Regions from separate parts of the Mus musculus genome. Here regions 2, 3, 4, 5 and 6 are each linked to region 1. Evidence: chromatin contacts called from public promoter capture Hi-C data. All regions are on one chromosome and are shown on one strand. Each heading gives the region's core, a stretch centred on a gene start, on an enhancer-like site or on the middle of the called end of the contact. The rest is flanking DNA. Distances are from core to core; before and after follow the strand shown.

Region 1 (4,504 bases), core at 1,279-3,778:
TCAGATGGAAGCACTAACTTTCACTTCCACAAGGACATCCATCCTACCCTTTACAGCAGGGTAAGCAGTCTCCAGATGGCACCCAACAATGCTCTGGGCTTCCCTTGATGTATCCCCCCTTAGAATTCACTTAATAATTTGTATCCATTTGATACCTGCCTTGCTCTCCACATTGGAAGGCAGGCCCTCCACTTTGTCTAACCCTCCTATGCATACTGGGGCCCAGCAGTCCAATGCACAGAATTCATGGAAAGACTCAGTGAACTGAGCGTGGTAGATCACTCCTAAAATCCCAGTTACAGGGAACCTGTGGTAGGGGGATTTCTGTGACTTCAAACTAGAATGAGCTACATTGTGACACATGCCCCCAAGAAAGTAACAAAATAGCAATCCACTGACAGACTCCCTAGTAAAGATGACTACAGGATCTTGGAACTCAAGGGCAGTTGTTCACTCTCATTCCTAGGTCCCTGGGCAGCACCCCTAAAACCAGATGCTAGTCCCTCAATAGTAGCTGGGGGTGTGAGGGAGGGGGAAGCCTTGTATTTTCAGCCACTCTGAGGAGGAACCAGCTGTGAAGGTTCCTTTATGCCCAGGCTATAGCCTAACCACGTGACCAATACCCTAGTCAGTCTGTGGTATCTTCAGGGTCTGTACGAATGTGTGAAGGAATAGTGCATTTTGCAAGGAGTTCACAATGACTACTAACTCTGGGAAATCTGAGTATTTAGTGAGGAACTATTAATGTATGCACTGAATGTAGAGAAACTAAAAACCTAATATTGTTCTGTTTCTTTTGTCTGCTACAGGCTTTGAACTCCCCAGCCTTCTGCCTCCACCTACGCTGGGGTAAGATCACAGGCCTGTGCCACCACATCTGGTGGCAGCTGCTGAACCCGTCTAGAACCTTCAGACAGCTAGCACAGGCCAAAGGGAGCAGTTTCCCAGCCTTGCTGCTTTCTGGTCAGGAACACCACAGGCCTGTAATAAACACTGATGGAGGGTGCCGAGACTTATTACAACACTCTGACCCCATTCTCTGCTTGTTCCAGTGCCTTCTTTTTGAGAAAGAAGTCTAGAGAGCCAACTATTCCATATATCATCTTTTTTTTTTTTTTTTTTTTTTTTTTGGTTTTTCGAGACAGGGTTTCTCTGTACAGCCCCGGCTGTCCTGGAACTCACTTTGTAGACCAGGCTGGCCTCGAACTCAGAAATCCGACTGCCTCTGCCTCCCAAATGCTGGGATTAAAGGTGTGCACCACCACTGCCCCACTTACATCTTCATTTTAAAGGCTAGTGATTAAATAGATTGAAAATTTCAATTTTTGGCTGTGAGATCTGACAGACACTGGCTTCCATCTCAGGCCCTCATCTATGGCTGCATAATATTGAAAGAGGATTTAGGTCCTGAGTCTCAGTTCCAGGTTGGGCATCCCTAAATGGAAACAGCCCTAGGCAGGCAGGAGGATTGGGGGGAGGGGGGGTCGGTCTGAGCTGTCTCAAAACAAAGGACAATAGCAACAAAAAATGTTTGATGTAAATCAGGCAGTGGTGGAATTTAATCCCAGCACTCGGGAGGCAGAGACAAGCAGATCTCTTGATCTCTGGCCTACAGAGTAATTTCTAGGACAGCCAGGTTCCAGAGAGAAACATTGTCTCAAAAAAATACTAACTAATCAACTAAAAATAAATAAATGAATCCAAAAGAAAAGAAAGAAAGAAATGGTCTTTTAATAGGAGTGGATAAAAGAGCCATGAACTAAGAAGGCCTCTCTCTGCTCCCCACTCTAGCACAGAGTGGCTCCTTTACCCACTTAAAGGGGTCCCCACATAAACACGGGCCCCAGGAATCTGATGTTGGTTTTTGGTGTTTTCTTCAGACAGATCCCAACTAATCTAGAGTGGCCACTTTCAAACAGTGGCCCAGCAAGAGCGAACTCCAGCGTGAACTTTGAAGTCGGAGAGACCTCAGGCTCTGATATTACTACTAAGTGCGAACAGGCAAATAGCTTATTCCCTCCGAGCCTCCTCGTCTCCAGCCTGTGAAATGAAGGTATTAACGGAAGCAGTCTCCCGCGGCGGCTGGAAGGACTGGAGGAGATCTGAGCTCTGGGATTCTAATCAGGACACAACAAAAGTCAGGTGTCTGCGTTTGACGGCTGATCATAAAGTGCGCATCGCAGAGGGTATCGGGCCAGGCCCGCCGAGGGGCCTGGGCAGGCTCGGCCTCCGCCGCCCAGCACCCCCACCGCCACGCACCGTCCCGCACCGCCCGCGGGTGGCAGCGCGTCGCCCCACGCAGCCGCCTTCGCCGGACCCCGATCCGCACTCACCCTCCAGGCCGTGGGCCGGAAGGCCCAGCACCCACAGCAGGACTTGCCACCAGCAGAGGAGTTGCATGGCGCGCGACAGGGAGCCGCGGCGACAGCCACCGCGGTGGAAGAAAATCGGCGCACCGGCAACCGGAGTCGCACCCCCCGCCCCAGGGAGACTACGGGGAGGAGAGCCCAGAGCGCAGGCGTGGCCGCGGGCCGCCATCTTGACTCCTGGCCGACGCTGCAGACGCCATCTTGGAGTCGGGCGGTCGGCCTCTAGCCAGGCCTGTGCGACCTGTACTGGAAGCCGCTTTTGGGGAACAAGTATCAAAGTAGGATTCGAGCAGCCATCAATAGCCATTCCCATGAGAACTCCTCGCTGCTTGCGACACGTACTGAACCTGTGTGCGGAGTTAATACCTTTCATTTCAAGAGACAAAAAGGCCAAGAAACTTGTGCACAATGGAGGAGGGACAGAACCTTGGGAAATCACAGATAGTCTGATGTATTACTTCAGCATGTTGCACTAGCTTGTGTTGCCAGACAGAGGATAGATCCAGTTAAATTTGAACTTCGCGGGCTGGTGAGATGGCTCAGTGGGTAAGAGCACCCGACTGCTCTTCCGAAGGTCCGAAGACTGAAGTTTTAAAAAAAAAAAAAAAATTTGAACTTCGCATAACTGCTGTATGTGTGTATGTAACTGTCTATCCTATAATTTGCTACTTCTGGCAAATTGGTTGGTTGGTTTTAACACTGGGACTCCTAAGATAATGACACTTAGGGGGGCTGGAGAGATGGCTCAGCAGTTAAGAGCAATGACTGCTCTTCAAGAGGTCCTGAATTCAAATCCCAGCAACCACATGGTGGCTCACAACCATCCATAATGAGATCTGATGCCCTCTTCTGGCAGGAGAATTACTGTGGGTTCCAAGCCAGTCTGGGCTACATCATGAATTCCAGAACTGGCCTGGGCTTCAGAATGAGACCTTGTCTCAAAAATGAGAGGTGGGAAAAGGAAGGAGAAAAGAGTGGAGGGGAAGGGAGTTGAAGAGATGAGAGCAGAAAGGGGGAGGGGAGAGGGGAAGATAACTTTGAGATTAAGAGTACATACTGCTCTCGAAGAAGGCCAAGGGTTATGAACCAAAGGTCTTGGCAATCTGAGTCAAGACGCTGTAATACTTAGTAACTTAGTAGCTGGGTACTAGTCCACTGTCACTCAAACTCCAAAGCATGTGCCTCTAACCTGAGTACTTAAGTCCTGTAAGTGTCTGGCATTTAAAGCTCAGAGCCTGAGCCTGGAGGAGTGACTCACTCATTAAGAACACAGGACCAGGGTTTGATCTCCAGCACCCACATGGCAGCTCACAGCCTTCTTCACCTCCAGCTCCTAGGATCCAGTACTGCCTCCATCAGTACCATACTGTGCACACATATATACAAGCAAGCAAAGCACCCAGAAACATAAAATGTAAATAATTTTTATTTAAATAAAAAATTTTAATAAAAGTTTAATTTTTACTACAATCTTGACAAAATGGGAAATTACGGTCATCTGAGGAGGGAACCTCAACTGAGAAAATGCCTCCATATGGTGGGGCTGTAGGAAACCTACAGAGCATTTTCCTAATTAGTGACTGATGTGGGAGGGTCAGCCCATTGTAGGTGGGGCCACCCAGGCATGTTGATTCTGGGTTCTATAAGAAAACAGGCTGAGCAAACCATAAAGAGCAAGCTAGTGGGCTGGAGAGATGGCTCAGCGGTTAGGAACACTAACTGCTCTTCCGAAGGCCGAGTTCAAACCCCAGCAACCACATGGTGGCTCACAACCATCTGTAATGAGATCTGGTGCCCTCTTCTGGAGTGTCTAAAGATGTCTACTTACATATAATAAGTAAGTCTTTTTTTAAAAAAGTAAATAAATCTTAATCTCAGCACTCTGGAGGCAGAGGCAGGAGGATCTCAGGGTTACAGGCCCAACCTGGTCTATATACAGGGTCCAGACCATCTAGGGAGAGATAGTGAAATTGTCTCAAAAATAAAGAGTAACTGGGCGGTGGTGGCGCACGCCTTTAATCCCAGCACTTGGGAGGCAGAGGCAGAGGCAGGCAGATTTCTGAGTTCGGCCTGGTCTACAAAGTGAGCTCTGGGACAGCCAGGGCTACACAGAGAAACCCTGTCTCGAAAAACCA
Region 2 (4,504 bases), core at 756-3,255, 1.2 Mb after region 1:
GAATCATTTTTTTAAAAATGTCAGAACATGAAATTGATAAACTACCATGTGCCAGGATACTTACTATATACATGGAACAGCAATTTTTTTTATATCTCTACTTAAAATTACGTTTATAATTCAAGGAGGTGAAAAGTCACTTTTCCAAAGATGTTTGTGGACCTCAAGAACAAGGTTTCCTATCAGAGTGAAGTAAACAATTTAGTAACTATGAACGTTGTACAACCCAACGTATTATATGGATGAATCACACCACAATAAAGGTACTGTTAAAAGATAAACTAGCAGCCCAGCAGTGGTGACGCATGCTTTTGATCCCAATATCTGGGAGGCAGAGGCAGGCAGATTTCTGAGTTCAAGGCCAGCCTGGTCTACAGAATGAGTTCCAGGACAGCCGGAGCTACACAGAGAAACCCTGTCTTGAAAAAAAGAAGAAAGATAAACTAGCTATAAAGGTATATTTACAAGCTAGATAATACAAAAATGCAAAAATTATGTTCCTCTCTTAAAGAGAGAGAACACATATTGTCCCAGCTAGTTTTACATCAACTTGTAACAAGCTACAGTGATCTGAGGGAAAGGGACCTCAATCGAAAATGTATAGCCTAAGATCCAGCTGTAAACAAGTCTGTAGGGCATTTCCTCAACTAGTGATTGCAGTGGGAAGACCCAGCCTATTGTGGGTGGAGCCACCCCGGGCTAGTGGTCCTGGTTTCTGTGAGAAAGCAGGTTAAGCAAGCCAGAGGTGGCAAGCCGGTAAAGAAAGCATCGCTTCACCATACGGCCTCTGCACAACCTCTACTTCCAAATTCCTGCCCTGCTTGAATTCTTGTCCTGACTTCTTTAGTATGAACAGCGAAGTGTAAACTAAACCAATTTCTCTCCAAGTTGCTTTGGGTCATGGTGTTTCATCACAGCAACAGTAATCCTAAGACACCTACCTTTGGGTGTAGGAAGACTTCCCAAAGGCAACTTAGAATGAATGAGCACTCAAAATGTGATTTACACGCTTATAGAGTAGCTGACATTGATTTAGGACACATATTAGGAAGAACAGAGAAGGATCCCTTGATTTTTGAAGCCACAGCATGTAGATCATGGTAGGGGTCAGGTCACTAAATTTCTGTGGAGAGTTCTAGAAAGCCAGAGACCACAGATATTTTTATTCCATCACTTCAGGAGCAGGGACAAAGATAAAGAACCGAAGGAAAAACAAAGGTGGGAGTGCCCCGCCCCCTGGCTTTGTATGTGATTCGCATCTGCAAAGCAAAATTAACTGTCCTTCTCCACAACTCAAAAATCGGGGCCCTAGCTCAAGAACTAGGCCCTGCAGCGCAGCCGCCACCATGCCAAGGGCGGCGCTTCCCTCGCTCGCAGCCGGGGCTCCTGTTACCTCCTTGCACACATCTGTGCCCATCATAAGCCAAACAATTACGCGCTCCCGCGCGCCCGCCTCGAGGTCCGGGTGGCGGCTGCGGCCTGGCCAGGACCCCCCACTCCTCCCGCTGCCAAAGCTCTGGAGCCAGCTCGGGCCGGAGGCCACCGCCGGCCACCGCTTGGCAGCTCGCACTGGTGCTCAGTGTGTCGCCCATGTGCTCGGCCGGCTCCGCAGCACAACCCTGTAGGGCTCAGCGCTGGCCAGCCCGAGGCCTGCCTTGCCAGCGGCGCCACCGAGCTCCTCGAGGCCCGAGGCCGCCAAAGGCGGGAAGACACGGCGGCGGGGAGCCAGGGTCGCAACGCTGAGGCCCCGAGGGGGCGACGCTCGGCTCCCGTCGGGCGTGGCGAGCGGCAGTGGATTCACTCACCACGGTTCGGCGGGGCAGCGCGCCGGGGGTCCGAGACAGGGCCCGGCGCAGCCTCCGCGCCCTGCCCGAGCGGGTCCCGGCCGAGCTCTCGGAGCCACTGTCGTCGGAGATCACGATAAAGTCCTCCATGGCTACGGGCCCGGCGGAGCCACGCGCGAGCGGCGAGCGGCCCCGGCGACTCCGACTCCGGTTCCAGCTGCTGAAGCGACTGCAGCGAAGGCGTCGCAGACACCGGGGTTAGTACCCCGCCGGCCCCGCCCCCTCCATTGCCCCGCCCCCACCGCGCCCCGCCTCCAGAGGACCGGTCCCGCTCGGAGCCCCGCCTATCTCGGGGGCAGCCGCGCGCCCGGGTCAGGGCAGTGTCACAGAACCCTGGAGGAGCCAGGCTCCCTTTCCCTCAGAGAAGGAGAGAGAGGGAAGAGAGGGAAAGGGAGGGATAGAACCGAGGGGCTGGGCCGCATGGTCGGCGGGCTTGAAAAACGCTGAGGTTGAGAGGTTGTCCGCCGCCGCTCTCAACCGATCACAGTGGGCAGTGCTGGTGACGAGCCCCTGGCTGCAGGTGTGAGGACTGGAGTGAGCTGATGGAGCCTCTGATAGCGCATTTAATTGACCCGGTAGTGGAGCCTGCACCTGGCAGAAGGAGCAGTGACGCCTTCGGGTTAAAGAAGCCCTGAGGGGCTGAAAAGGGTAACCTGAACCTAGGGTTTTATTGACTGGGGCTTCTGGCTGAGATAAGGGAGAGATACCCACTCTTGTGTGTGCAGGTAAATCCGTGGGATAAATTCCCAGAAGCAGGTTTATTGGATCAAATCTATGTTTTTATTGTTATTTTGACAAATGGTACCAAATTGTCTTAAGTTGTGCCGATTTGCGGTTTCACCAACAATACGTGTCGCAGGAATTTAAACTGTCAGATGTAAGAGTTTGTTGAGTTTCTAGTTGACAGAAACCACTGAAAAGGCACATACAGAGAGCTATGAGGTCCCAGAGTGCCCGTATACTCCAATGCTGTGAGCAAGCAGAAAATATAGGGATAAAATTGTATCCCCATCAGAGGGAAATATGGGTAAGTAGTGAATTCTTTGGTTGTTTTGTTGAAGGGTAGGGACATTAAATCAAAATAGGGCCCATGGCTATTTTAAAAATGTGCAATACTGACAAAACCCTGCTGCTTATGCTCAAGTAACTTCAAAAAATAGAATAATAAAATGTCTTTAACAAAAAGGGGGGAGTTCCTAGAGGCAAAGCTGTTGTGTGCTGTCTAAGCAGCGTGTGATGCAGTGTTTTCTAATCTTTAGTGAACTTCTGAATCAGCCAGAGAGTGTATAATAAAGTTTGCAGGACTACACACCAGTGTTTCTGACTGAGAAACTGAGTTTTGGGAGTGAGCCCCAAATTGGTATTTCTCTCAGGTTTCTAGGTGATATTGACATTGCTTAGAGTCTGGTGAACACACTTGAAGGTTCACTGCTCTGAGTCAGGCATCACGGTGCTTGCCTTGAATCCTAGCTCTTGAAAGGCCAAGGTCAGCCAGGGTGAGAGAAAGGGAGAGGAAGGAGGAGGAAAAGGAGGAGGGGAGAGGGAAAGGGGAGGGAAGGGAAGGAGAGAGATCACTGGCCTGTTGGGCAAATAGCTTGACCACAGGTTTCAGATGTTTTGGTCCAGTGGGTGAATTGTTATAAAGGGATACAGTAAAGTAAGTTTCCTGTAGTGCTATCAAGCATCCATCTCAACACACACACACACAACACACACACACACACACACACACACACACACACACGGAATCTAATCTAGGACTCCATACAGGCTAAGCTATACCCCTGTCTCTTTGACTGTGGTTTTTCTAATCAGTTATCTCTAGCGTCTAACTGCCTCTTGTTCCTCCACTCAGCCCTTAAATCTTTATTTTTTTTTCTTAGTCCTTTGGTTTTTTTTTTAAGCTTTTATTAGATTTTTAAATATTATTTTATACAAATGAGTGTTTTACTTGCATGTATGTTTGTGCACCACACAGATGCCTGGTGCCTTCAGAGTTCAGAAGAGGGCATTGAATCTCCTGGATTTGAAGTTATAGGTGGATGTGAGCCACGTGGGCACTGGGCACTGAACCTAGGTCCTTTGGAAGAACAAGTTCTCTTAACCACTGAACCATTTCTTCAGCTCCCAGTCCTTATATCTCCATGCCCCTCAGCGTTTCGCCATGGGCCGTTCCACTCTTTACTTTCCCTTCATATAGTCTCAAGTACTCTGAGGCTTCTGTGACCATCTTTGATGTTCTCCCCACCCGACACGTTTATTTCCAGACCAGCCCTGTCCTGTCCAGTCCTTAAAGTTCCATTTACACATCTCCAAATGGATATTCATGTTTCTAGGCATCTATCTACAACTAAACTCACCTCTGTTCTCCCCACCAAAAACTATCTTCTTTCAAAACCAAAACTGAAACCCAGGCTGCTCTCTTTCAGTATTCTCTAGTGTACCTGAGTGGCAAGCTTATCAGCCAGCAATTATTCAAATGAGCAAGCTGCTTGGTTCCTGCTTCAAGTCTTTTACCTCCTGCCATTCACTTCCTTTGGATTCTGCTGCTGTGACTCTGGCTAAATTACTGTCACCTCAGGCCCAATCTTCTGAAATGGCATGTCTTTCCACTCCTTTTTGTTCACTAGCCAAATTGGTCTTTAGGAAAGTGTGTAAAC
Region 3 (4,504 bases), core at 1,039-3,538, 1.1 Mb after region 1:
CCTGGGCTGGTAGTTCTGGGTTCTGTAAAAAAGCAAACTGAGCAAGCCAGGGGAAGCAAGCCAGCAAGCACCCCTCCATGGCCTCTGCATCACCTCCTGCCTCCAGATTCCTGCCCTGTGTGAGTTCCTGTCCTGACTTCCTTTGGTGACGAACAGTAATGTGGATGTGTCAGCTGAATAAACCCTCTCCTCCCAACTTGCTTCTTGGTCATGATGTTTTGTGCAGGAATAGAAACCCTGACTAAGACAGCCATTATAAGGTCATGTCCAGCCGCACAGTAGCACCTGGAATCCTTCCTCATGGTAATGAGGTATCCCTAGCACCCTGGCCCTGGCCAATGATGTTCACTCACCCTGAAAGCCTCCATCCCCTCGAAGGTTTAAATAGCGTTTATTCCCTCCATTAAATGAGCTGCCTCACTGAAGCTCTCTCCTAAGAGTCCGTTCTCAATGTGCTCACTGCCACCTGAGGTCTCTTGCTCCTGGTTGTCCTGCCTCGGTTTCTCTCTCAGGATCTACCAGTTGCAATAGTAGCCAATCACATGTACTCACATACATAAAATAAATAAATAAATCTTAAAACAAGATATTTTCAAAATATTTCATTTGTTTTTAAAAAAAGACATTTTAACCTTATAAAAGATTTGTTTTTTAAATGTGTGTGTGTTTGTTTGTCTTTTTTTTTTTTAAAGAATTTATTTATTTCATGTATGTGAATACACTGTCACTGTCTTCAGACACAACAGAAGAGGGCATCAGATCCCATTACAGATGGTTGTGAGCCACCATGTGGTTGCTGGGAATTGAACTCAGGACCTCTAGGAACAGTAGTCAGTCCTTTTAACCACTGAGCCATCTCTCCAGCCCTGTGTTTGTTTTGCTTGCATAGATGTGTGCCTGTCTGTCATTCACATGCTGAGGCTGTAAAAGGGCATTGGACCCCTTGGATGAAGAGTGATAAGCAGCTGTGAGCTGTCCTATGGGTGCTGGAAATTGAATCTGGGTCCTTTGGAACGGCAGCCAGTGTTCTCCATTGAGGAGCCTTCACTTCCGTCCCCATGTTTAACCTTTTATGTGAGAATTGATCTGCACCCTTTCCTCCCAGGAGCAGTAAAGTAAAAACACTGGGAATACTTTTTCAAGTGTCACACTGCAAATCAAGTGTGTTATTCACAAATGAAGTATACAGCTTACAGAAGACATGAATTCCTGGCCCAGTCTTGGTCCTAACAGAATGCAAGCAAAGTCAAATGTATTCCCATCTTTTAACACCCTCCGATTCTTCCTGAGCGGACAGTGAACCTTGGACTTGGAGCAGAGTTGAGTGTGGGTGTTTTCAGCTTTCTCTCATGGAGCAGAGCAGGGAAGTGTTTTTGAGACCTCTGAGTGGCTACCTCTCCAGGTCCACTTTTCTCATAGTTATTATCCATTTCCGGGGAGGCGGATGCTCCTGTATTTAGTCCTGTACTAGTGTGGAGCCCGCCTGACTCCACTGCTAATTAAAGGGAGAAAGATTAACTATCAGATCCTCTCTGTGTGTGGGAGGTATGGTAGTGGTTCTTAACCTGTGGGTCACGACCCACGAAGGCGCCTACCTGGCTTCATGGTTCATTGAACTGTGCCCTTCCCCCCAGCCTTGAGCAGGCAGAATCAGACTTTGTTTCTGCCACAGTTGGCTAGCCCACCTAGGGTGGAGTCTTCCAATCTAGGTAAAGTCTATTGTGTGCCACATCTGCAGCTTCCTGCAAGAAGCCACCACCTGCTAACAGGCTGCCTGAGCTTGCTTTCCTGATAAAGCAATGAGAGTCTGGCAAAGTGGGGGATGGGTCTCCCCCCTTTAAATTCAAGTATGTGGGAATGGGAGACCGACTGCGGTGTCCTTGGGAGCCAGAAGAGGGCAGCAGACCCTGGGAGCTGTACTACAAGAGGTTGTGAGATACCAAACCTGGGTGCTGGGAACAAACCCAGGTCATCTGCAAGTGCAGTAATTACTGTTTTAACTGAACCATCTCCAGCCATCAATCTTCATTCTTTCCCCCCTTCTCATCCTCAGCCCCCACCACACTCCTTGATTCAGGCAATGCTCCTGCCTCAGCCTCCAAGTGCCACAATTCTGTAATCAAGTAAAAAGCGCAGAGGAAGTGCTGGAAACAGGTGACCTCCTTTCTGGGAACCCCGTGGAATTCCCTTTTAGAGTTCAACCTACAGGGAGGTGTTCCGGTGGTGGTGGGTACGGAGGCACGCTCAGATCTCGGACTACAACTCCCAGCATGCCCCGCGGATCTTCGAGTCAGGTCTCGCGCGACCTGCGACAGTCTCGGGGTGGTTTGGGGGTTCGGTTGCCGGCCGGCGACTGTCCTCCGTAGGGGAGCGTTCGTCGCGCTCTCACGATGGCTCTGCTCTGTTCAGCCCAGCAGCCTCTTGGGCCATCTGGAGCCTCGGAGCCTCTTTAGTGCGGGAAGTCGGGCCGCAGGCGGCGGGCGAGCAGGTAACCGACCGCGGCCTGGCGGAGCTGGGGGCAGCCTGAGTTCCGGGGCGCCGCGGCCTGGGGGGCCTGGAGGGGGGCTCTGTTCCACCCTAGCGGGGCTCGAGGGACACCAGAAAGACCCGCACAGTGAGCCTCGGAGCATCTGCTCGCTGCGAACCAGCCGGCTTCGCCTTGAGGGGTGGGACCGTGGGAAGGTCGGGATTGGCTTTACACATCTCAGAGGCTTTGTTTTGCACCTCCTGCGAGAGAGTCGTGGGCTTGGGGTCGCTAAGGGAGAGGGAAAGGGCGTGTGTCTGGCTTGCGGATGTCCCTAGGACCGCAGTGAACTTGAACAAAAATCTGGACCAATAATGCCTGCTGTGCAGCGCCGCGGGTTTGTTTTCAAGACAAGGGTTGTGTGAGAATGCGATGACTTTTAGTGATGCCGAGTTGGTCTTCTATGCTGGCATAGCTCATTTCTGCCAAGGGGAAAGGCTGCTATGTAATCCGGCTGGGGAGTGGTCGGATGTTCGGTGGACTTAGGGGCGCTGTACCAACCTTGCTTGTTTATTGTTACTTAGAGCCTCTGGATGGACCCTTCCTCAGAAGCTTCGCTAATTTGCAGAAGCTGGGCAATGCTCCTCATTAACATCTGTCTGTCTGCATAGTCCGGCGTCATTTCACTGTGGTAAGGTGTCTGTCTAAACTGAGGTTTGGCTTTCTCCTCTCGGGTGTTCAGAGGAGCCAGCCATAGGATACTGGCAAACTAGTGGACTTTATCCTTCCGGGGGTGTGTTTGTCACTCATTGGTTCTAGCGTGTGTATGTGTCAACCTTACTTACCAGCCATAAGTCTCTGCGTGTCTGTCAGAGCACTGGAATGACCCTCTGCTGTGCAACATAAGAAAATGCCCTATGTTATTTTTATTAGGTGGAAGGGACTCAGCTCCGAATTACGTATAGAAAAAAACACCTGGATCCCTGTCTTTCAATGGCTTCAAGACAACCAGAAGTGCCTGGTAAACTTAAGTTCTTATTGGTTAAGTCTGTACCCCCACCCACATCCCCCAGAGAGCTTATTTTCTCAGAATCCTTAGTACTGATCTTCTTTAGTATTAGGTCATCACCTTCTCAGCCGTGGTATACACCCTGACCTTGGCTTACAGCCTCTTGCCATAAGTGTCTTTTGTGAAGAGTAAACACTTTTTGTTTGTTTTTCCAGAGACAGGGTTTCTCCGTGTGGTTCTGGCTGTCCTGAAACTCTGTATTTAGACCAGGCTGTCCTTGAATTCACAGAGATCTTACCACCTCTACCTCCCAAGTGCTGTCTTTAAAGGCGAAATCATAAGTGAAGTTCAGAGTTGCTGCTAAATCTACATCTACTGTTTTTTTTTTTTTGAGACAGAGTCTCCCTTTGTAGACTTGGCTGTCCTGGAATTCACAGAGATCCTCCTGCCTCTGCCTCCTGAGTTCTGGGATTAAAATGCATGTACACTGCACCTGGCTCAAAAAAGTTTTTGGGCAGGCAGTGGTGGTGCACGACTTTATCCCAGCACTTAGGAGGCAGAGGCAGGTGGATTTCTGAGTTCCAGGACAGCCAGGGTTACACAGAGAAACCCTGTCTCGAAAAACCAAAAAAAAAAAAAAAAAAAGTAGATGCCAGCGGCTTTATTACTATTGTCTTTATGAAGCCATTGGACAAGGTGTTAGACACTGTTTGAAGTCGCTCCCCAGTTAGGCAGGTTAATGGAAGCTTCCTCCATGTACCCTAATACCATTTGTCTCTACCATCACGTGTGTCTTCCACTTACACTGGACTCTCTAACGCCCTTGTCACCATGCAGAGCTATGTGTGTGCTCATGAGCTTAAGGCTTTGTAGCTGGCAGCAAGGAGTGAGCCCTGGCTCAGTGTCTCCTGCGCATTTGCTAGCCGTGTGGTAGTGCTTAGGTTCCGTAGCACGGTTTCCTGAGCTGGGAAATGGGAAAGAGTTTACTTAGAGAGGAGTAGATAGAAGGAGGGCTCTCAGTGCCAGGTCAT
Region 4 (4,504 bases), core at 1,017-3,516, 1.1 Mb after region 1:
GGCCTAAAAAATTAAGAGTTGGAGTTCGACTTTTAAATGTATTTTAGGGGGTGGGGGCATCATAACACTAGGTGGACATTACCTTTAAATACGGCACCATCTTCAGCTCCTTATGCCCTGTTCTTGCATCCTGAGGGCTTCACAATGCAGTGTTCCACACTGGCAATATGCCTTGTGGTTAAGATCATGATGGAGATACAAACACCTAGCTCTAGTCACGGACCTTCCACTCAGAGATTGAAAACATGTCAGGGCCCAAGAAATGTATCTTCACTTTCTTCCCTTTCCCCTTCAGGAGGTATTCAGAGAGGCAGGGTGACCCATGGGAGGATTCGGTTCCTCAAAGCAACACAGTGACTACAGATCACAAATGCCTTTGAGACGCCTGTGTCAAAAGCTGGAGTGGTAAAGAGATCAGCAGAGTGGAGGGTCGCAGAGGAGGCTGCACCGGAGTAAGAGAAGTAGTCAAAGAATGGTGGTGGTGTGTGTTTGAACATCCTGACTCACAACAGGACCACGACAGGCCTCATCTACAGGCTACAGAAACTTGGAAATTGCTGGCAAACTTTCCCGTATTACATCAAACAGCTCACTGAATTAGAATCCCAAGAATGAACATTTGGGAATCTCTACTTTTAACCAGTGCCCCAAGTAACTTGACAGTGCCGAGGAAAGTTTGGATAGCACTAGGCTCTATGTTCCTCTTTCACAACTGGAGAATAAACCTCCGGCCTCACAATCACTATGTACTGTACTGCTGAGCTGTACCCTCAGGCCATTTTAAATGATACAGAGTCTAAGTTACTCTACTGAGTGATCTTGCATTTTTTTTTTTTTCCGAGACAGGGTTTCGAGACAGGCTCTGTATAGCCCTGGCTGTCCTGGAACTCACTCTGTAGACTAGGCTGGCCTCAAACTCAGAAACCCACCTGCCTCTGCCTCCCAAGCGCTGGGATTAAAGGCATGTGCCACCACTGCCCGGTGATCTTGAACTCTTGAAGTCATGTGCAGTCAGGCAAGATTCTTTCTTCTCCCTCAACCTTCAGAACAGTTAAGGCAATAGGCATGCACTGTCAGACCTAGCTGATTTTTAAAGGCCAGTCCTACTGACAGCCTGTTCCCTCTTAAAAATTTAAAGGAAAAATCATGGTTTTGATCGTAGGAATGAGATTAAGAAATAGTTCATCACATACAAGTGTAATAAGCTTTTATTAAGTAATTAAGGGGACGCATCACAAATAGAAGCATGCAACCCAACTGAAATGAACCTGGGATTTTGGGAGCGGGAGGGGGCAGCGGTGGAAGCGCAAATCAGTTACAAAATCGGCCACTTCCTCACCCAAATGACAATAAGGTCCGGTCTGAAACGGAGGGAGCAAGTCTGACAGGGATGTCTGTTGTTCCTGGGTTTTGTAATGGTTTCCATGGCGCTTTAAGACCCGGCTATACTCAGGCTTGAGACTTCATAGCAGATGCCGCTAACCCCAACAAGATGGCTACGACCGTGAAACCCTGTGCAGCGATCCGGGTGCGCATCATGAGTTGGGATCGGTGGCTCTGGCCGCGGTGGAAGCAGTAAAGGCCATAGGTGAGGGCAGCCGCCGTCCCCAGACAGCCTGGGGAGAGGACAACACACGCGGGAGGCAACAGGTCGGGTCCTGCAGGTCCCTTAAGGATGTAGCCCGTCCCAGCTTTCCCAGAGCCACAACAGGAGGGCAGTTCTACAGTCTGCTTCATCTAGTCCCAAGCCCCGCAATGCATTCCGATTCGTTTCAGTCACCCCCCACCCCGCACCGTCATTTCGTCACACCTCTGGTCCGCTCCCCTTCCCAAACCCCAGGCTTACTTGATCCACCCCTATTTCCTTTCCCTACGAAACCGCTGTCCTCTCGGTCTTCCGTTCCTACAGCACACACTTACCTATAGGCACCATTGGGTTCTCACGGGTCTTGCGAATAAACTTTTCCTTAAAGCCCTCTGGGTTGGAGTAGACCGTGGGGCTGAAGCCCTCGATAACTGGGGGCTTGGACGGATCAAAAGGCGCCTCTGGACTCACAGGACCGGGAGCCGCCATACCCACCAGCACAGAAATAGGTAGGACACAAATCCGGACACCGGACCCCGCCTTCTGATGAGGTCACTACGGGGCGGGGAAATAGCTTGCTGAGTGTAGCACGCAGGCGCCATTGCCCGTTGCTTTCTGGGAGTTGTAGTAAGTGAATGTGGAGGCACTAACTACTAAAACTACATTTCCCAAGAATCCTTGCGCGCACGGGTGGACGGAGACTATTAACACGCGGCTCTGAGAGCGTGGTTCTTGAGTTTGAGCTGCTGTTTCAAGGGTTTGAGCTGCTGTTGGGGCAGTTAGCGAGATGCCCAAGGCTAAGGGAAAGACTCGGAGGCAGAAGTTCGGTTACAACGTCAACCGAAAGCGTCTGAACCGGAATGCTCGTCGGAAGGCAGCGCCACGGATTGAGTGGTGAGGGGCCAGTTTGGAGGCGGGGGCCTGGGCTGGGATCTAAGGTGAGGTGACAGAATCTCGATTTCTCTCTCTCTCTTTGATGTTAGTTCCCACATACGACATGCCTGGGACCACACCAAATCCGTGCGGCAGAACCTGGCGGAGATGGGGTTGGCCATGGACCCCAACAAGGCGGTTCCCCTCCGTAAGAAGAAGGTACTGATAACGCAAAGCACTTTCCCCATCTCCACACTAGCCGCTTCCTATTTTCCTTCCCACCTGACGTTCCTTCACTGAGCAGAGTTTCAGAATTTGTTCTCTCTCTCTCTCTCTCTCTCTCTCTCTCTCACACACACACACACACACTTACTTCCCATATTTGTGATAAAGTCATTTTGCTTGCACTAATTCTGGTCAAAGACCTTTAACGACCTCCTTTATTCACGCCCCCTCCTCTGCTTACCATTTCTTCTCAGGTCAGTGGAATTTTCTAGAATGTATCTTTTTCTGTCCCCCAGAGCTTGAGGGGTTTTTTTTGTTTTGTTGTTTTTTCGTTTTTCGAGACAGGGTTTTTCTGTATAGCCCTGGCTGTGCTGGAACTTACTTTGTAGACCAGGCTGGCCTCGAACTCAGAAATCTGCCTGCCTCTGCCTCCCAAGTGCTGGGATTAAAGGCGTGCACCAACACCCCCCGGCTTACCCCAAGAGTTTTTTTTTTTTTTTTTTTTTTTTTAGTAAAATTATAACTAAGCACTGGCAGGTAAGTCCTCCCCATGAAGAAGCTATCGGACATGGCTCCCTGTAACTTATAAAGCGCTCTTCATGCACATGGTTTTTGTGGTGCTACTACACAGCAGAGTAAGGAAAGCATAGATATAGGCAGAAAGATGAATTGCTTGTTAAAAATATTACTGTGGGTGTCATATGCAACTGTATGAACATATCATGTGTGGTGTGACATGTGAGTGTGAGCATTAACATACCATGTGTGGTGTGACATGTGAGTGTGAGCATGAGCATACTGTGTGTGGTATGACATGTGAGTGTGAGCATGAACATACCGTGTGTGGTGTGATCTGGTTCTAGTGACTTTGGGCAAGGATTTTCTGATACAAGACATAGTTGTGTTTCCATAGGGAATGTCCTTCCCTAACGTTGGTCAAACTCTGACCAAAGGTGCTTGTCTGTTGGTCTCAAACCTGTTCTTTACAGGTAAAGGCCATGGAGGTAGACACGGAGGAGCGACCCCGGGATCTTGTACGGAAGCCCTATGTGGTAAATGGTGAGTGTGGGCTGTGTTCTTCTACCGTCCTGTCCTCTCTCATGTAGAAAGGGCACTCTGACTCTTCACTCTACAGCCAGAGAGCCCAAGATTCAAAGAGAGAGAAACGAAGAAGTCCAGGGTTCACAAGTAGTACTGTGCCCTGGCTGAGTTGTTTTCCAGCTAATATTGATGAGATTTCAATGGATGAACTAAGGTAGTAGACGCTCATACAAGCTAGAACTGGGTGTCTGAAAGGACGAAGAAGAAGGTCTCAGGCTTGTGCCCAGTTTCTCATGACTCGAGAGCTTGGCCTGTCATTTAGTCTGTCCAGTGATACATTTACTCCCCATGTGTTCCTGCTGTAGAGAGAGGCACACACCCTGCAGGAAAGAGAATATTCTTTGTTTGTTTGTTTGTTTGTTTGTTTGTTTCAAGACAGGGTTTCTCTGTGTAGCCCTGGCTGTCCTGGAACTCACTCTGTAGACCAGGCTGTCCTCGAACAGAAATCCTCCTGCCTCTGTCTCCCAAGTGCTGGGATTAAAGGTTTGCGCCACCACACCGGGCTGAGAATATTCTTGAATCCTTGCCTAACCTTTTCCCTACCTGTTGTAGGTTTATTGTGTGTGTGTATTTTTTTTAATTAATTTATTTTTATTGTATGCATATGGAGTACACTGTAGCGTGTTCAGACACACCAGAAGGGGGCATCGGATCCCATTACAGAGGGTTGTGAGCCACCACCTGATTGCTGGGAATTGAACTCAGGCCCTCTGGAAGAGC
Region 5 (4,504 bases), core at 1,005-3,504, 1.1 Mb after region 1:
TAGCAGGCTCAAGGCCAGACAGTTGTGTAGTGAGACTGACTCAAAAACCTAAAGTTCTCACTGGTGTAGCAGTGGCATGAACATTACAGGGGTAACCTCACTGTGCGTCACTGTGATGGCCTGCTCATTCCTTCAGGCAGTGTTAATTGAACTCAGTGGGTTACTAACACAAAAAAACTGGAGAGGATGGGGGGCGGGGGCACTGGTGAGATGGCTCAGCAGGTAAGAACATTGACTGCTCTTCTGAAGGTACGGAGTTAAAATCCCAGCAACCACATGGTGGCTCACAACCACCAGTAATGAAATCTGATGCCCTCTTCTGGTGCATCTGAAGACAGCTACATTGTACCTATGTATAATAATAAATAAATCAGCCGGGCTTGGTGGCGCATGCCTTTGATCCCAGCACTCGGGAGGCAGAGGCAGGCGGATTTCTGAGTTCGAGGCCAGCCTGGTCTACAAAGTGAGTGCCAGGACAGCCAAGGCTACACAGAGAAACCCTGTCTCGAAAAACCAAAATAAATAAATAAATCTGCTGGGCAGGGCAGTGGTGGCCCATGCCTTTAATCCCAGGACTTGGGAGGCAGAGGCAGGCAGATTTCTGATTTCGAGGCCAGCCTGGTCTACAGAGTGAGTTCCAGGACAGTCAGAGCTACACAGAGAAACCCTGTCTCGGAAAACCAAAAAACTGAGTGAACAGAGTTGACTGGAGAGGGAGCAGAGGTCCTAAACCAATTCAATTCTGAAAAACCACATGAAGGCTCACAGCCATTTGCACAGCTACAGTGTCCTCACATAAATATATAAATAAATAAAAAAATTTCAAGTGGGGGAGGGGAACTGTTAGGGAGGGGATACCTGGGAGGCGTGAGATATGTGAGGGGGGAGCATATGCTCAAAATGCATTACTTGTTTGTATAAAATGACAAAGAGGGCTGTAGAGATGGCTCAGTGGTTAAGAGCACTGACTGCTCTTCCAGAGGTTCTGAGTTCAATTCCCAGCAACCACATGGTGGCTCACAACCATCTGTGATGTGATCTTGGTGCCTTCTTCTGTCCTACAGGCATATATGCAGGCAGAACACTGTATACATAATATATATATATGTATATGTATATATATATATATATATATATACACATATACACACACACACACACACACACACACACACACATATATACATATATATATATATATAAATTGACAAAGACTAAAAGAGAGGTACTCACCTGGCAGTGGTGGTGCTCGCCTTTAATCCCAGCATCCTAGAGGCAGAGACATGTGGATCTTTATGAATTTGAGGCCGGCCTTATCTACAGAGTGAGCTCCAGGATCAGCCAGGGATACATGGAGAAACCCTGTCTTGAAAAACAAAAACACAACCAAAAAAGATACTGTATTTTTGAAAAAGGTCTCCGGGTAGTGGTGGCGCATGCCTTTAATCCCAGCACTTGGGAGGCAGAGGCTGTTAGATTTCAGAGTTCGAGGCCAGCCTCGTCTTCAGAGTGAGTTCCAGGACAGCCAGGGCTATACAGAAAAACAGTCTCGAAATACAAAAAAAAAAAAAAAAAAAAAAAAAAATCACTACTTTGAAGCCAGCCTCAGCTATACAAGAATTTGAGGTCAAACAGGCTACTAAAAAACAAAACAACAACAACAAAAACCGCGAAAGTAATTGCAATGTGCAATGCGAGTTTGGCATACAATCTGCTGTCACAATACGTATATTAATTACCAAAGAAAAAAGCAGGCTCCACCTGTACTGTACTGAGTAATCAACGGGAACCTAACCAATAATGGGACAAACTGACCCTCTGCTCTAAGAACTAGAGAAAGAGCTCAAATTGAAAGACAAAACAATCAGCCAGTTAGTTGCCTTAAGGAACATCAATGTCACCAGACAGGGAGAAAGAGGAACAGTCCCTGATTTCAGGGGCTCATCACACAGATAGGGCGGCGGGATGCTTTACTCAGTCCTGAGAGAACAAGGCTCTGCTGTGCGCGCCTGGCACTCAAGCCTTTCCCAGCCTCAGCTCCCTCCTCCTACGCAGGAAGAGTACTCTTGTATCACGCAGCTCACAAAATCAGCTCTGGGAGAAACTTTTCGGTTCAATGCACCCGGTGCCAGCCCAGTGCTGCTGGCACGCTCTGGAGCCGAAGGTGGGCTTCGGGGGCTCGAACCGAGGGCGGGGCGACCACCCAGCCCCGCGGGCCCCGCCCTCGGCCGCTGACGTCACCGCATTCCCGCCGCGACTCCTCCCGCCGCCGCTGCAGCCGCAGTGACAGGCAAGCCGGGCGGGTGACGGGAAGTGCGGGCCGCGGGCGCGGGCGGGAGGTGACAGCAGCCACGCGGGGAAGATGGCTGAGGACTTCGGCTTCTTCTCATCGTCGGAGAGCGGGGCCCCGGAGGCCGCCGAGGAGGACCCAGCGGCCGCCTTCCTGGCCCAGCAGGAAAGCGAGATTGCTGGCATCGAGAATGACCCGGGTTTCGGGGCACCTGCCGCCAGCCAGGTGGCCTCTGCGCAGCCGGGACTCGCGAGCGGGGGTGAGTCAGCGCAGCGGCCTGGAACCGGGGAGGCTGAGGCCACCACCGGGGGCGGGAGGCCCAGTCTCGGTCAGACCCGGCCTGGGTCCCTGCTGTACTCTGAGTCCGGCTATCCAGGGTGACCAAGGGTACCTCGGGGGGCTGTGTGTATCCGTGAGGCCTGGGAAAAGAGGAAGGAGCCGGGAGATGAGTTGGAATCTGCGCTGAGACTGGATCTGCTGACTCTGGGGACAGGAATTTAGTCATGACATTTCATCCCCAGGCCAGCTTCTCCACCCTGGCTCTGGAACCCTCCCCCTGCTCAGTTCTGAGACTGTCCCAGTGTCCTAGCTAAGTGATACAGGTGTGGGACGGACACGTCCTCCTGACGTTAGCGTTAGCGTTCCTTTCTGCAGGGAAGCAGGGGGCGCTCAGAGAACTCGCAGCTCATCCTTTGGGGATCACCTGCAGTCCTGCAGCAGTGCGGGAGACAATGTTAATTACATATAATAATTTCATACACGTTACTGAACCCATTTTAGAACTGGCTTCAAAGGGTACACTATTAAAACAACTAGGAAGTAGCAATAAAGAATTCAACCCCTTCTTTCGGATGCTGAATTCTTCCTGTCCAGACCTCACAGTCCTTCATGGGCCCGACTGTAAGTCTAGGCAGGGGCACAAATGGCCAAGAGCTGTGCCCTTCCTGTTTGTAACTGTTTGTTTAGTGGATTTACAAAGGTGGCCCGGACCTCTGCGTGTGGCTTCAGACATAAGGGTTCAGGACCTTTTTCCTGCATTGTTATGTTTATCATTGATACTTCTGCCCCAAGGAACAATTTCTTATAAATATATTTAAATATTTAGTACAAATATGGACCTTCATGGTGACCCTCCTAGTAGACCTTGTTATTTTTTGGTGTCATGTTAAAGAGGTTTAATGGTCCTGTTGGAAATAAATATTGTATGTATACATTCATCTTTCTTTCCTTCCACACTTGCTGTGTTGCCGTCCCCACTGGGAACACAGAAGGAAGAAACTGTATCTATGGCCCAGCGTTTGAAGAAACTCTGACATAAGTGTAATAAGCCTTTTGTAACATACACGGAACTGGAGTTTGAGGGGCTATCAGGATGGCTTGTCAAGTAAATGTAAATCAGCCCAGCCTGGTGACACCTGAGCTCACGCCCTGGAACCCTCATGGCGGTAGATAGAACTCACTCCCACAAATTGTCCCCCCGACCTCGCATACATGCCTGCACCACACACACACACACACACACACAAACACACACAAGTAAAGAAAATATAAATAATAATAATTAAAAAGAAAAAACTGGAGTTTGAATGTCTTGCCTAGGGCCACACAGCCGTGAGTGATAGGTCTGGGGCTTGATTTCAGGCCTCCTAGTTATGATCTTCCAAAGGGCAGCTGTGCTGGTCTCCTTAGGAGATGATTGGATACAGCAGGGAGAAGCAGGGGCCTATCCAAGCCAGCCATGCAGCTCTGAAATAGCAGCTCTCAGTCCCTCAGCCCTTCATTGTCCCTGGGAACCTCCTAAGTTCCTGTATGGAACTCACTTGTCCATGGTCACCCCTTGGGAACAGTCCTTTCCCTCATTAGGAGGTCCCAAGTTGTTAGCAACTCAGGAGAAAGACAGATGCAGTTCCAGCTGAGGATAGCCACAGGAGCCTGGGATTTTGCAAGTTGTAGTCTTTCCTAGGGACTTACAGTCTGGGTGGGTAGGGCACTGACTAGCCCTAGATATGAGATAACCGGGAGGGAGACAGTGGTGATAACCCTTAGGGAAGCAGCCAGGGACTTGACCCTCTGAGGGTCTCCCGGACTCCATCAAGCTGCAGGTGCCCAGCTGCCCTTCTGAGTGGCAGTTTGGGGAACAAGGAGGTGCTTCAGGAGGGGAGCTCAGCGGGTGTTCAGGCATAAATAGAACAGACCTGATTCTCCTAAGCCTAG
Region 6 (4,504 bases), core at 1,111-3,610, 1.0 Mb after region 1:
GAGAAAAGTTTTTATGTCATAAAATTGGGCTTAAAGGACTGGAGAGGTAGTTCAGCAGTTAAGAGCACTTGCTGCTTTTCCAGAGGACCAGGGTTCGATTCCAAGCATCTATATCAGTTGATTTAAGCTGTCTTTAACTCTAGTTCTCAGGGGTCCAATGATATATTCTGGCCCTTACAAGCATTGCCTGTGAGTTGTACAAACATATAGGCAGACACACCCTCATACATATACATAAAATGATAAAGTCCTTTAAAAATAAGCCTAAGATATATTGTTTTATAGGTTTTGGCAATTTTATTCAGTGGGTTGTACTGTCTAGAATTTGTATTTTGAGACAAGATTCCTGTGTAGCCCTAGCTGTCCAGTCTGTAGATCAGGGTGGCCTCTAACTCAGAGGCCACCTGCCTTTCCCAGTTTCTGGGATTAAAGGCATCGGCCACTACACCCAGTTTTGTCTAGAATTTTTTGTTTGTTTGTTTTTTGAGACAGGGTTTCTGTGTATAGCCCTGGCTGTCCTGGAACTCAATTTGTAGACCAGGCTGGCCTCAGAAATCCATCTGCCTCTGCCTCCGAAGTACTGGGATTAAGGGTGTGCACCACCACGCCCGGCTAGAATTTTTTTGAATAGAATTTTATGTGTATTGGTGTTTTGCCTGCATGTATGTCTGTGTGAGGGTGTCAGATTCCTTGGAGCTACAGACAGTTGTAAACTGCCCTGTGGGTGCTGGGAAATGAACCCTGGTTCTCTGGAATAGTAACTAGTGCTCTTAATCGCTGAGCCATCTCTCCAGCCCTCTGTCTAGAATTTTTAAAAGCAAATACACAGTTACCAAATTAAAAAAATTTAAACTAGGAGTGGTGGTATAATGCCTGTAATCTCAGCACTTGGGAAGAGGATCAAGAGTTGAGGCTGCCTGAGATAGAGGAGATTATGTTTATAAGCACACAAAAACAATAGTAATACAAAGAAAAATTTAAAAATCTGCCCTCCTTGCTGGGCAGTGGTGGCATAATCCCAGCACTTGGGAGGCAGAGGCAGGTGGATTTCTGAGGCCAGCCAGGGCTATACAGAGAAACCCTGTCTCAAAAAACAAATCTGCCCTCCTGAACAGGTGCACCCTAATGAGAATTCCTGTGTCTTTTCCCAAATCACTTCCCACTGTATGCTGATACAATATTCAGTTGAAATTGATAATATTGTTACACCTTGTTAGTAAATTGGTTTGTTTTTTAAATATTTGGGATTATGGGATGCATCCACAAAGTACAGAGTGTCACCCATCTGTAGCCACAGAGGTTTAACAAATGTTGCCATTTTCTACTGACATCCTGTTCTGGGTTGGTGGACTCTGTAGTAGTCCAGTTACTACAGACCGGCCTAGTAGACATGAGTGCTTTAGGTAATGGTGATGTTCTGCTTATATAATCGATGCAGACACACCATACCCCACTTTGTATGTTTGCCTGGCCGGGGGGGGGGGGGGCATCCTAAGGGGACACCGACGTCTGCCCCCTCTCTCGCCTCAGCTGTGTTACTATCTGGGTGTGTGATATTTTTGTTGCTTGTATTTTGAAGACAAGGTCTCTGTAGCTATGTAGACCAGGCTGTTCTCGAACTATTGATCCGCCGGTCCTGGAGGAGTGACTCTTCTTTCCGGTACAGTGGCTTGCTTGTCCTGATCCCTAGGCTCTCAGTCGTTGAGAAGCTTAGAGAACTAAACTGCAGAAACCTCCCTGGGCCTGGTTCAGGAGATCCCAACTCTTCCCACTTCAGCTGAACTAGAGCCTCTCCACCCCTTTTCCCGGGCCGCGCTAGGGGCGGGGTGCCGAGATGTTTCTGTGACGTCAGCACGCGCAAGACCAATCCCCCTACCCAGGAGACGTTAAATCATTTGCATGGCTCCTCAGTCATTGGTCTCTTCAGCCCTGGGTTGTCCCAGCTGTTTAAAGGCGCCGTCTAACGGAACAGAAAGCGAGCGAGTAGAGAGGCGAGGTGAGCTATGAGGTCATCGCAGGCCTGCCGGGCTTGTGGTGACGTCATCTCCGGGAAGTGTGCTTGCCGAGCTAAGAGCGGTCCTCTCACCTCGGCTGCGTGAGAGGCTGCGTGCCCCACAGAGGCCGCGGCCCTAAGAAGGTAACCTTGACCTGTTAGTGCGTGCCACGGTCCCCGTACCTGGGCTCGCACCGCTCATCACCTGCGACTCGGCCTTGTGGGCTTTGAAGTATGAGGTGGGGGCGAAGAGGCTTTTTTAGCCAGCCTTTCAAGATGGCGACCCGCTAGTCACGTGCCGCCCGCAGGACGCGATTGGCCGACGCGCGGCGCGGGGCGGGGCCTGCGGGGCGGGGCCTGCGGGGCGGGGCGGGTGTCCGCTCTTGCCGCTACTGTTTGCTTGCGCGTCCTGGCGCGCCCCCGCGAGCCGCCTCCCGCGCTGCGCGCCCCCGCCGATCCGAATGTTGTGAATCAAAACGTGGGGCTGGTTCCATCCGGCCGCCGCGGACAGTTCTTAAAGGGCCAGCCCGCCGGAGAGCACAGCTGCGTCCTGCGCCGCCCTTCTCTCGGGCCCGGGCTGGGGAGGCGGAAGACAGAGCAGGCTCGCGAAGGAGCGGGCGCTTCACCGTCCGCACCCCGCATCGCGAACAAAGGAGCCCGCGTGTGGTCGGACGGCTGCCGGTGAGTCGGGCCGGGCCTCTTAACTTCGGACCCGCACCCCGGAACTACGGCTCCCTCGGGGACGCGTTGTTTGCCGGCCTCGTAGGCGTCGATCCCGGGCTGAGGGAGTGGTGGGAGACGGCGGCGGGGCCCCCGGGCCAGGTGCTGCCTGCGGCTACCTAGTCCGGGCCGCTCTTCTGCCTTGCAGAGCGCTGCGGTGGAGGGGAAGGAGCCAACCCCTCCCCCTGCAGCCGCCACTTCCTTTGTTGTTGCTTTTGTCTCACGCCGAGCACATGGTCCGGGATCCTCGGCTCTTAAAGTCACAGCGCTCTAGCCCCAGCGGTGCTGCCTGCCTTTTCCCCTCAGTGTTCCTCCGAGTGCGGCATTACGGAGTAAGGGGAACAACGGAGGCCCCTCCTGAGACAGGTGTACGAGCTTCGGTCCCATCCCCAAGGAGGGGTAGCTTTGGAAAACTGCTGGAGCCCCACGGCCTGCTTTGGGGAGGAGCCTTATCCTCTGGGACTTTGTTTTCCTTCCCCATAATGTGAACACCTAGTTTCTTGTCTGTGGCTTTTTTAGGGGCGCCCTGGGGAGATTTCAGTCTCTATTGTTAATAAGGCTTAGCCGAAACTAAAGGGGTTCTTTAACCAAGGTCACCCAGGGAGTCTAAGCTGGCCAAGGTGTGGTGGTTCCGCCCTAAATCGCCTCCTCGGCCTTTGTGGGAGTTGGGAAGCTCCTACTTAGAGGGAGGTACGGCGAGCATGTAGGGTAGGGGAACTTGTATTCCCACCTAAGCCTGCTCGTCTGCTAGAGGGAGTGAATCTTTCTGCAAACCGACCCTATTCGACTCTACTCAAGGGTTAGAATGTGTGCTTGGGACTCTGTACTTGGCTGGCGGGGTTGTGGACCCATGGGGACAAGAGATAGACTTAGGGGAGTTTACACAAACTTTATGGATAGAGAGCAGTACAGTGAAGAGAGGTGTGGGAAAGCAGTGGTGCTGGTTGACCTTGAGTGTGTTGATTGGTCCAGCTCAGTCACTCTTGCGTCTCTGGGACACTACTCACGCATAAAGATACTACATCTCACACGTGGCTCCTGAAGTACTCTGTAGTTTTCCCTCCGACCACTGTCATTGAGACTACTGGGGCTTTGGGTCTAGGGAACCAGCCAGGAGGACCAATTGTGTTCCCCGTGGTCTAGAACAAGTCCTTGGGGTTTCAGTAACTGAAATGGGTGTGTCCCCTCTTTACCACTTTAGTTTCTGGCAGGAGTTAAAGAACCACCTTTCTGTTCCTCAGGTACACTGCTGGACACCATGCTCGTGCCTCCTTTAGCGCTTAGGGACTTGTGTCTACCTAGGGTAGGGGTGCAGGAGGAGGCCAACCATTCACACCACAGCTGGCCTTCACTTAAGGCTGCCTCTTCTCTTCCCTTTAAAGTAGCCTTTGATGGGTCCCTGAGAGATCGTTCTTAGGTTCCCATTTTTACAGAGGAGGAATCTGAAGTTCAAGGAGAGGAAGTGATGGGCCTAAGACCCTGGCAAGAAGTTGGGGGTGATGCTGTTACCTTTGGCTCCATTGCTTCCCACTAGATGTCCTTCTGTCTGCTGGGTTGGGATAGGCCAGGCATCTTGTTTCAGGTATTTGAGTTTTCCCTGACCTGGAATCTCAAAAGTGGGGGCCTATGTGTCAGGGTATCTTGGAGAGAAGGCCCATTTTCTGACTGAGGAGGGAGAGCAAATGCAGTTGGGTTGTGTGTGTGTGTGTGTGTGTGTCCATCCATCCATCCATTCCTGTATGCTTTAGCCTCATTTCAGAGACTAAGATTTGGGGGGAGTGATTATAACCT

Evidence for each region. Promoter capture Hi-C pulls out the DNA fragments that hold promoters and counts their contacts. Capture Hi-C pulls out chosen DNA fragments and counts their contacts.
Region 2: a promoter capture Hi-C map of liver shows a contact between it and region 1, with 4 times the contacts expected there. The contact joins the promoter of Simc1 here to the promoter of Txndc15 in region 1. A contact is called at or near these places in 1 of 39 promoter capture datasets (pre-B cells), 1 of 484 Hi-C or Micro-C datasets (B cells) and 1 of 9 other capture datasets (liver).
Region 3: a promoter capture Hi-C map of liver shows a contact between it and region 1. The contact joins the promoter of 4833439L19Rik here to the promoter of Txndc15 in region 1. A contact is called at or near these places in 5 of 39 promoter capture datasets (cranial neural crest, embryonic stem cells, hematopoietic stem and progenitor cells and 2 more), 2 of 115 datasets of contacts at active chromatin or transcription factors (bone marrow-derived dendritic cells and extraembryonic endoderm stem cells) and 1 of 9 other capture datasets (liver).
Region 4: a promoter capture Hi-C map of adipose tissue shows a contact between it and region 1. The contact joins the promoter of Nop16 here to the promoter of Txndc15 in region 1. A contact is called at or near these places in 3 of 39 promoter capture datasets (cranial neural crest, pre-B cells and second pharyngeal arch cranial neural crest), 1 of 484 Hi-C or Micro-C datasets (B cells), 3 of 115 datasets of contacts at active chromatin or transcription factors (bone marrow-derived dendritic cells, extraembryonic endoderm stem cells and microglia) and 2 of 9 other capture datasets (adipose tissue and liver).
Region 5: a contact with region 1 is called in a promoter capture Hi-C map of liver, with 7 times the contacts expected there. The contact joins the promoter of Cltb here to the promoter of Txndc15 in region 1. A contact is called at or near these places in 5 of 39 promoter capture datasets (the C10 cell line, liver, maxillary cranial neural crest and 2 more), 1 of 484 Hi-C or Micro-C datasets (CD4 T cells) and 2 of 9 other capture datasets (adipose tissue and liver).
Region 6: a promoter capture Hi-C map of liver shows a contact between it and region 1, with 2.9 times the contacts expected there. The contact joins the promoter of Rnf44 here to the promoter of Txndc15 in region 1. A contact is called at or near these places in 2 of 39 promoter capture datasets (cranial neural crest and pre-B cells), 3 of 484 Hi-C or Micro-C datasets (B cells, CD4 T cells and CD8 T cells), 2 of 115 datasets of contacts at active chromatin or transcription factors (bone marrow-derived dendritic cells and thymic regulatory T cells) and 2 of 9 other capture datasets (adipose tissue and liver).

What each region holds. Positions count from the first base shown.
Region 1 is chr13:55,712,674-55,717,177 of GRCm38.p6, reverse strand. It overlaps Txndc15 (thioredoxin domain containing 15), which reads right to left and starts at 2,528. Exons shown (of 5, transcript NM_175150.3): 1 at 2,334-2,528. The coding sequence starts at 2,400.
Region 2 is chr13:54,501,306-54,505,809 of GRCm38.p6, reverse strand. It overlaps Simc1 (SUMO-interacting motifs containing 1), which reads right to left and starts at 2,005. Exons shown (of 10, transcript NM_176987.4): 1 at 1,806-2,005. The coding sequence starts at 1,934. LOC115486438 (a long non-coding RNA gene) reads left to right here and starts at 1,496. Exons shown (of 3, transcript NR_168901.1): 1 at 1,496-2,041.
Region 3 is chr13:54,563,166-54,567,669 of GRCm38.p6, reverse strand. It overlaps 4833439L19Rik (RIKEN cDNA 4833439L19 gene), which reads left to right and starts at 2,288. Exons shown (of 9, transcript NM_133797.4): 1 at 2,288-2,488; 2 at 3,049-3,155; 3 at 3,398-3,485. The coding sequence starts at 3,458.
Region 4 is chr13:54,587,836-54,592,339 of GRCm38.p6, reverse strand. It overlaps Nop16 (NOP16 nucleolar protein), which reads left to right and starts at 2,266. Exons shown (of 5, transcript NM_178605.4): 1 at 2,266-2,479; 2 at 2,569-2,677; 3 at 3,673-3,742. The coding sequence starts at 2,373. Higd2a (HIG1 domain family, member 2A) reads right to left here and starts at 2,109. Exons shown (of 2, transcript NM_025933.3): 1 at 1,921-2,109; 2 at 1,193-1,616. The coding sequence starts at 2,074. The coding sequence ends at 1,450.
Region 5 is chr13:54,609,123-54,613,626 of GRCm38.p6, reverse strand. Cltb (clathrin, light polypeptide (Lcb)) reads left to right here and starts at 2,254. Exons shown (of 6, transcript NM_001347512.1): 1 at 2,254-2,549. The coding sequence starts at 2,363.
Region 6 is chr13:54,685,664-54,690,167 of GRCm38.p6, reverse strand. It overlaps Rnf44 (ring finger protein 44), which reads left to right and starts at 2,360. Exons shown (of 11, transcript NM_001146026.1): 1 at 2,360-2,674.